2 separate regions of the Capra hircus genome follow, and region 1 is linked to region 2. Evidence: chromatin contacts called from public Hi-C data. All regions are on one chromosome and are shown on one strand. The core of a region is the stretch at or near the end of the contact, and the rest is flanking DNA. Distances in the headings are between cores, read along the strand shown. Region 1 has its middle 47 kb from the start of FLI1. Region 2 holds the start of ETS1 (ETS proto-oncogene 1, transcription factor).

Evidence for each region. A called contact is a pair of places that touch in the nucleus more often than the background predicts.
Region 1: a Hi-C map of blood shows a contact between it and region 2, with 2.4 times the contacts expected there. The contact joins the enhancer-like site here to the promoter of ETS1 in region 2. A contact is called at or near these places in 2 of 5 Hi-C or Micro-C datasets (both in blood).

Annotation. Positions count from the first base shown.
Region 1 is chr29:31,320,158-31,323,242 of ARS1.2, forward strand. No RefSeq gene overlaps it. Among named protein-coding and RNA genes, the nearest start is that of FLI1, 47 kb to the right of the region's middle. Within about 2 kb of position 1,319, at least 1 of the 5 cell types and tissues checked has an H3K27ac peak or open chromatin away from gene starts, as enhancers often do.
Region 2 is chr29:31,205,271-31,208,091 of ARS1.2, forward strand. ETS1 (ETS proto-oncogene 1, transcription factor) reads right to left here and starts at 1,563. Exons shown (of 8, transcript NM_001285769.1): 1 at 1,151-1,563. The coding sequence starts at 1,232.

The sequences.
Region 1 (3,085 bases), core at 69-2,568, 110 kb after region 2:
ACTCAGCCTCTCCTTGGCCATTTCACTTCTTTCTGTGTTGTCTCTCTGTTTCTCTCTCTCCTTTTTTCTCCAGCACCACTCCCTTCCCTTCATCCAACATTTTTATACCTTTGCCTGAAGCTTGAGAATCTCTGTGTGCCTTTCAGGGGCTTTGGGATTTCCCAACAGAAGATATAAAATGATGTGTAAACACACGGCTGGGTGAGAGGTGGGAAAGAGAATTTAAAGTCCTCAATCTGTTCTTCTGTGACTAGTTTCTTCCAGATGGACACGGATGGTCCCAGGGGTTTTGCTCTAAGAGGGGCTGATTTACTGACCTCAGTGCGAGTCCTAGGACCCGGAGGATCCCTGTAGGATATTAGTCACTCTATAAAACCTCCAGGCCAGTTTCCCAGGCTGTGGGGGCCTATAGAAAATTTCCCATAGGGTTCCAGAGCCTGAGAACATATGCATCTCACGGCTTGGCCATGGGTTCGTGTTGCATCGGATGTGATCTGTCTCTTAAAACATGACTTCGAAAATGTCCCCAGACAAAACTGCAAAGTTTCTCGACTTCTCTCCCACCCAGTCACCCTCCTCTGGGCCACAAAGCACAGCAGAGCCCGGAGGAGTCTGGAGTCCTTGATGCATGCTTGTTTCCAAGATGGCACACGGGGAGGCTGGGGATGGCGGTGGGGCAGAGAGAGCTGGGGGAAGCAAGTCTGCTCTCCCCTAGCAGGGAGCAGTGCTCAGAGATTATCCAGCAGGAATCCTTCCCACCACCTCCCTTTCTTGGATTTATTTCTTGGATCTTGGTTTCAAATCCCCCTTTCTCTCCCCAGAAGTCAGCTTCACCTGTGAAGCCCTTTCCAGGTTATGACATTTTTAGTTGCTTAGTCCAGCTCTTTGCCATCCTGCAGACTGTAGCCTGCAGAGTCTGCTGCCCATGGGATTCTCCAGGCAAGAATACCAGAGTGGGCTGCCGTTCCTTCTTCAAGGGATTTTCCTAACCCAGGGAACGAACTCATATCTCCTACTTTGGCAGGCAGATTCCTCACTGCTGAGCCACCTGGGAAGCCCTCTGCAGCTGATCATCAAATGCAAGGGAAGTGCCAGCCACATCTCGGTGACAACCAGCAAGATAACACATTTATTCTCTATGTTCCCTCTCTCAGACCTCTAGGCCACTCATTTCCACAGAAAGGAATTCTGATCCAGAAGAGGCGAAGAGATCAGAGTGGATGGAAGTTAGAAGATGAGGAAGACAGAGGGCATGTATGCCTGCAGCAGACCAGGGGGGAGAAGTCTTATGCCCGTTAGATGTGTGGGCTGCACCCTGTCACCTGACCCGGGGGAGATGATCCAGGCTCAGCCTGCGCGTCTGACGCAGGATGCTCTTGTCCTGACGTGAACACAGGCTGCAGGCGTGACCCCCTGGTCTTGTTCTTTTCTTCCTGCCCTGATCAGCAGCAGCCTGAGTCATCATGTCTGTATCTTGATCTACCCCCCAAATAGCAGCTTAGAACAAAGTGAAAAGCATTCCTCCTAAAAAGCACGACTGGTATTTTTAGAGTATCTTTACTCCTAATGGTGAAATACATGGATGTATCACTTTGGTCCTGAGGCTGCTGTTTGGACCAAAAAACACACAAGCACCCCTAGGTTCTAGGATCTGAGACCTTATCCTCCATCTGTGGGCAGAGCAAGAAGTCTTTAAACCCCTGGGCTGGGCTCAGCCTCCCTGCCACTGTCTCTTCCTCCAGGTCTCAACCAAGAAGCCGAGAGTGAGGACAGGAAGAAACACCTAGGCTTCTGGAAGAGGCAAAAACACACCAAACTTGCCAAGTTTTACACCAACTTTCTGAGCGCTAATGAGATCTAAGCTTCTGGGTTTGGGGCTGACTTACACCAGCCTGGGGTGACTTCCTGTTTTTGAAGAACCAAGGTGGGTAGACACTCAGAGCTGTGATCTGGGCACCAGGCAACTTTGACACCACTGTTAACCGCCAACGTCAGCGTCACTGGAGCTGACACTGTTGGTGAGATGCCGTTAGCCCCAGACAAGAGGTTTCTAAAGCCAGGTGGCCATGGGCTTTCTTTGAGATGGGAGGAGGCCAAGACAGGGTCAGGCTTTGGGCCTCCCTTGAGCTCCTGGCTGATGGCTGGGGAACAAAGAAAGCAGTGCTGAAAGAGACAGGTCAGAGACACACACTCATGCTGGGAGCTGCTGTCTCACTAATCACAGGAAAAGATCTAAGGGAGGATGAGGATACCTGAACAGGGGCCTTGGGACTAAAGGGCACCATCGGGTCACCAGGACAACACATCTACTGGATTTCCTGGGCAAGAGCCACTTTCAATTTGCTGTCTGAATGGTCCGTATGCAGAACCAACTGGCAGACCACAGGTCCTCCTGCCACAGCAGAGGGGAGCGCCAGGCCCAGGGGCTGCACTGGTGGTCAGCTTGGACCTGGCTGTGGGTCATTGATGCCCCACTCTGTGAGGCTTCCCAACGGCTCCTTGGAGAACGGTGTGAGCTCCACAGGCGCTCCCCGCTCTCCAGCCCCTCGTGCGCAACAGCCACTGCCACCACCCGACGTGATGCCGTGTGGGTCTTCCCCCCACCTCACCCCCAAAGATAGTAAGGCATTCACTCAATAGCGGTTAAAGGAATAAGTCTGTGTGCGTGCATGATAAGTCACTTCCGCTGTGTCTGACTCTTTGTGACCCTATGGACCATACCCCCCAGGCTCCTCTGTCCATGGGATTCTCCAGGCAAGAATACTGGAGTGGGTAGTCATTCCCTTCTTCAGGGAACCTTCCCGACCCAGGGATCGAACCTGCATCTCTTACGTCTCCTGCAATGGTAGGCGGCTTCTTTACCACTAGCGCTACCTTATCCCTCCCCAGCCTAAGCTCAAGAATGGGGCCTGCAGCTTACAACTGTGTACCTCCCAGTGGCTTGCACACAGTAGGTGCTCTAATGAGCAAACACGGGTTGATTCTAGTGGATTCTAGCCCTGGAAGAAGGGAGAGGAATAAAGAACAGGAGCCAAGCAGGCAGGAATCATGCTGCGTCCTTCCAAGAATGCACCCACCTTCATAC
Region 2 (2,821 bases), core at 313-2,812:
TGAAAGATCTTCAAATAACAAAATTCAGCCTGGCTTGTGTTAAAAGTTTAAACAGATTAAGAAAGGGTTAAAATAAGCAACTAATTACAGTGGAGGCAAAAAAACTGTTAACCACCGCACTGGCTGAACTTATTGATCATCAGATACAACAGAGCTGCCTGTTACTGTGATTAATTATTTTCCAAAAGCATCAGCTTGTCCTTTTACATCTTTCTATATACCTTTACCTCCAAAATCATGAAGCTCTTAAGGACAGCTGGCAGTTCCTATCCTGAAAGAAAGCATCTTTTCTTCTCAAACTGCTTTATTCCAGAAATTCTAGAGTGCCAGAGTCCATTAAGCTGCTCAGCACCAAAAACTGTGTCTAAGACAGACTGAAATTTCTTTCCTATCCCTTTCTTCTGCAAATTCAAGAGCTGGATAACACACCAACCAAAGACCCAAAATCACATTTGGTGTTGGGAGGTTTTCCCATAGATCTTAGGTAGCAAGGGAAAAATTAATGGCAGATTAGAAAGATGGATGAAGTAACCTGCATAAACAGAATGGGGATGTTTTCCCTAGTTAAGATGATCATTTCAGCTCTGCATCCATCTCCACACCCTCAACCCCGAAAAGAGACACTAGACAGCAAAAAAACGTGACAGGCGAGCTCAGGAAGGCAGGACATTTGAAAATGCGCTTGAAGGCCAGCCAGTTAGACACCCTTTGGGCTCTTACTCCCCAGGGCTCTCCATCTAGCTCCAACTCTGGGCGATGTCGGCAGGGTCAGAGGATGATGTCCTAGGCGGCAGTGTCCACCCTCACTAACGTTAAGGAATAAGGCCAGAGGGTTCCCGCTCATTTGGAAAAATAAGAAAACAGGAATGGGGGTGCTGGACATTCTAAAAGCTTTTTCCCACTACTCACAAAAACACAGCTGTGAAAATAAATACCACCACCACCACCCCCAACAAAGGTATCGGGCCACCAACAGTCCAGCTCTTCCTCCTGTCTACATCTTTCCAGCTGCCACCAGCATCGCCTGCTTAGCAGCTGGGGCAGAAACGCACCACTTGCCTGGAAGGGAAGATCACAGGGGGAGAAGTGGAGGGGACCCAGGCCAGAGGCCGAGGGCTGGGGTTGGGGGGCCTCGGCAGTCACCACTCACCCGGGGAGGGGAAAAGCTCCATATCCACTTTTTCCGTCTTGATGATGGTGAGAGTCGGTTTGAGATCGACGGCCGCCTTCATGGTGCCAGGAGTGGGGAGGGGGGACAGACGGGGCTAGAGCGAGTTTGCTGTTATTCTTGTTTTTCTTTTTAATGGGAATGAGTAACAGGGGAAAGGGGACGGGGGAATCGGACCTTCTTCTTTAAAATCTCAAATTTCCGCTGACTTTGTCCCGAGCCCAGAAGGTGAGCGCCCGGAACTCTCTCCGGGGTAGTTGGCACTTTGCGGGAAAGTGCGCGCGCGCCGGGTCCCCGCCTCGCCTGCGCCCCGCCGGCTCCCTCCTCGTCCGCGCCCGGCTCCCTCCTCTCCGCGGGCAGCCGCCTGCGCTCGCCCTCGCTCTCCAGAGCCGACTCCCTCCCTCGCCCGCGCGCTCTCCCCTCCTCTTTGGGGCGTAGCTCGCGGCGCCGGGCCCGGGCCGTGGGTCTGCGCGCCCGGCCCCCACCCCCAGGATCTCTGCCGGGCGGGAGGGGGGTGTCGGGGGGACTCAAGGGCGGGGCGACGAGGGGCGGGGCGACGAGAGGCGGGCGCGGCCGGGAGGCGGGGCCCGGGACCCTCGGCCAATCGCCGGCCACGGCCCAAACCGAAAGGAAGCGGGGCGGAGCTCGGGGCCCTCCGCGCCCACCGCGCCCTCGGCTTCTCGCGCCTTGCAGCCGGGTCGCCTGGGAGCCGCGCGCAGAGCCGGCGGGCCGCGAAGCCCCCTACTTGGGGGAGAAGAGCCCGGAGCGAGCGGGCTGGCTAGTGCCCGGGCCACCCCGGCAGTTTGGGAAAGTCCATCTGATTCTCCACGCATTCTTGAGGACTTGGTCACCCGCTCCCGCCCCCTCCCGGGAGCGGCATAGTTTTCCAAGTGCGTGTCCATCATTCATTCACAAAGACTGACACACAGGACGTGAGGCAGCGGATGGAGGGGCGTGCGTGCGAGCAAGGGGCTCCGAGCCAGTGTCCTCAAAGGGCTCTGGGAATGCTGGACTCCGGCCGCTTAGTGACTCAGGGATCGGGGCTGTATTGCTGGAGGAGCCTTCGGTTTTCCCAGAGCCCACCCGCGTCATCGTTAAGAAATCAATTAAGAAGTGAGCTGCCCTTGATAAGAATCTAGCTGCCACTGGTAAGGATGGAGCCCAAGGCTGCCTCCTGGAGACCCCAAAACAAAGGCCCAACGACTTCTATAGTATAGTATTAGTAAAGTCAAGAACCGGGGCCCCAAACTGGAATCCAGCCCTGGGCTTCCTTGAACTTCCAGTTTCCCTACAGCAGTGGTTCTCTTACTCTAATTATATCACCATTGGCCAAAGTTTTGTCTTTTCTTTCACAAATTCTCTACTAGATAAACCTGACGACCCTCCTATTGCCACTGTCTAAAACATGATGCACAGCTCTGTGGTTTGAAATTTCTGGAGTATATCATTCACAACCATGACAGAAACACAGTTTCAGCCCCCTTTTCCATTTGGGAAGCCCAGACACTTAGGATACGCTAACATGACCCCTGCGTAATTAATAGTTTGCCACTGGCGCATTGGTTATAAACGGAGAGAGTTGGTCCTAATTAACAAATCAAGCAGTAGACCCAGAGGTGCACACCTAGACACAGGTACAGATATCGGGAGCCA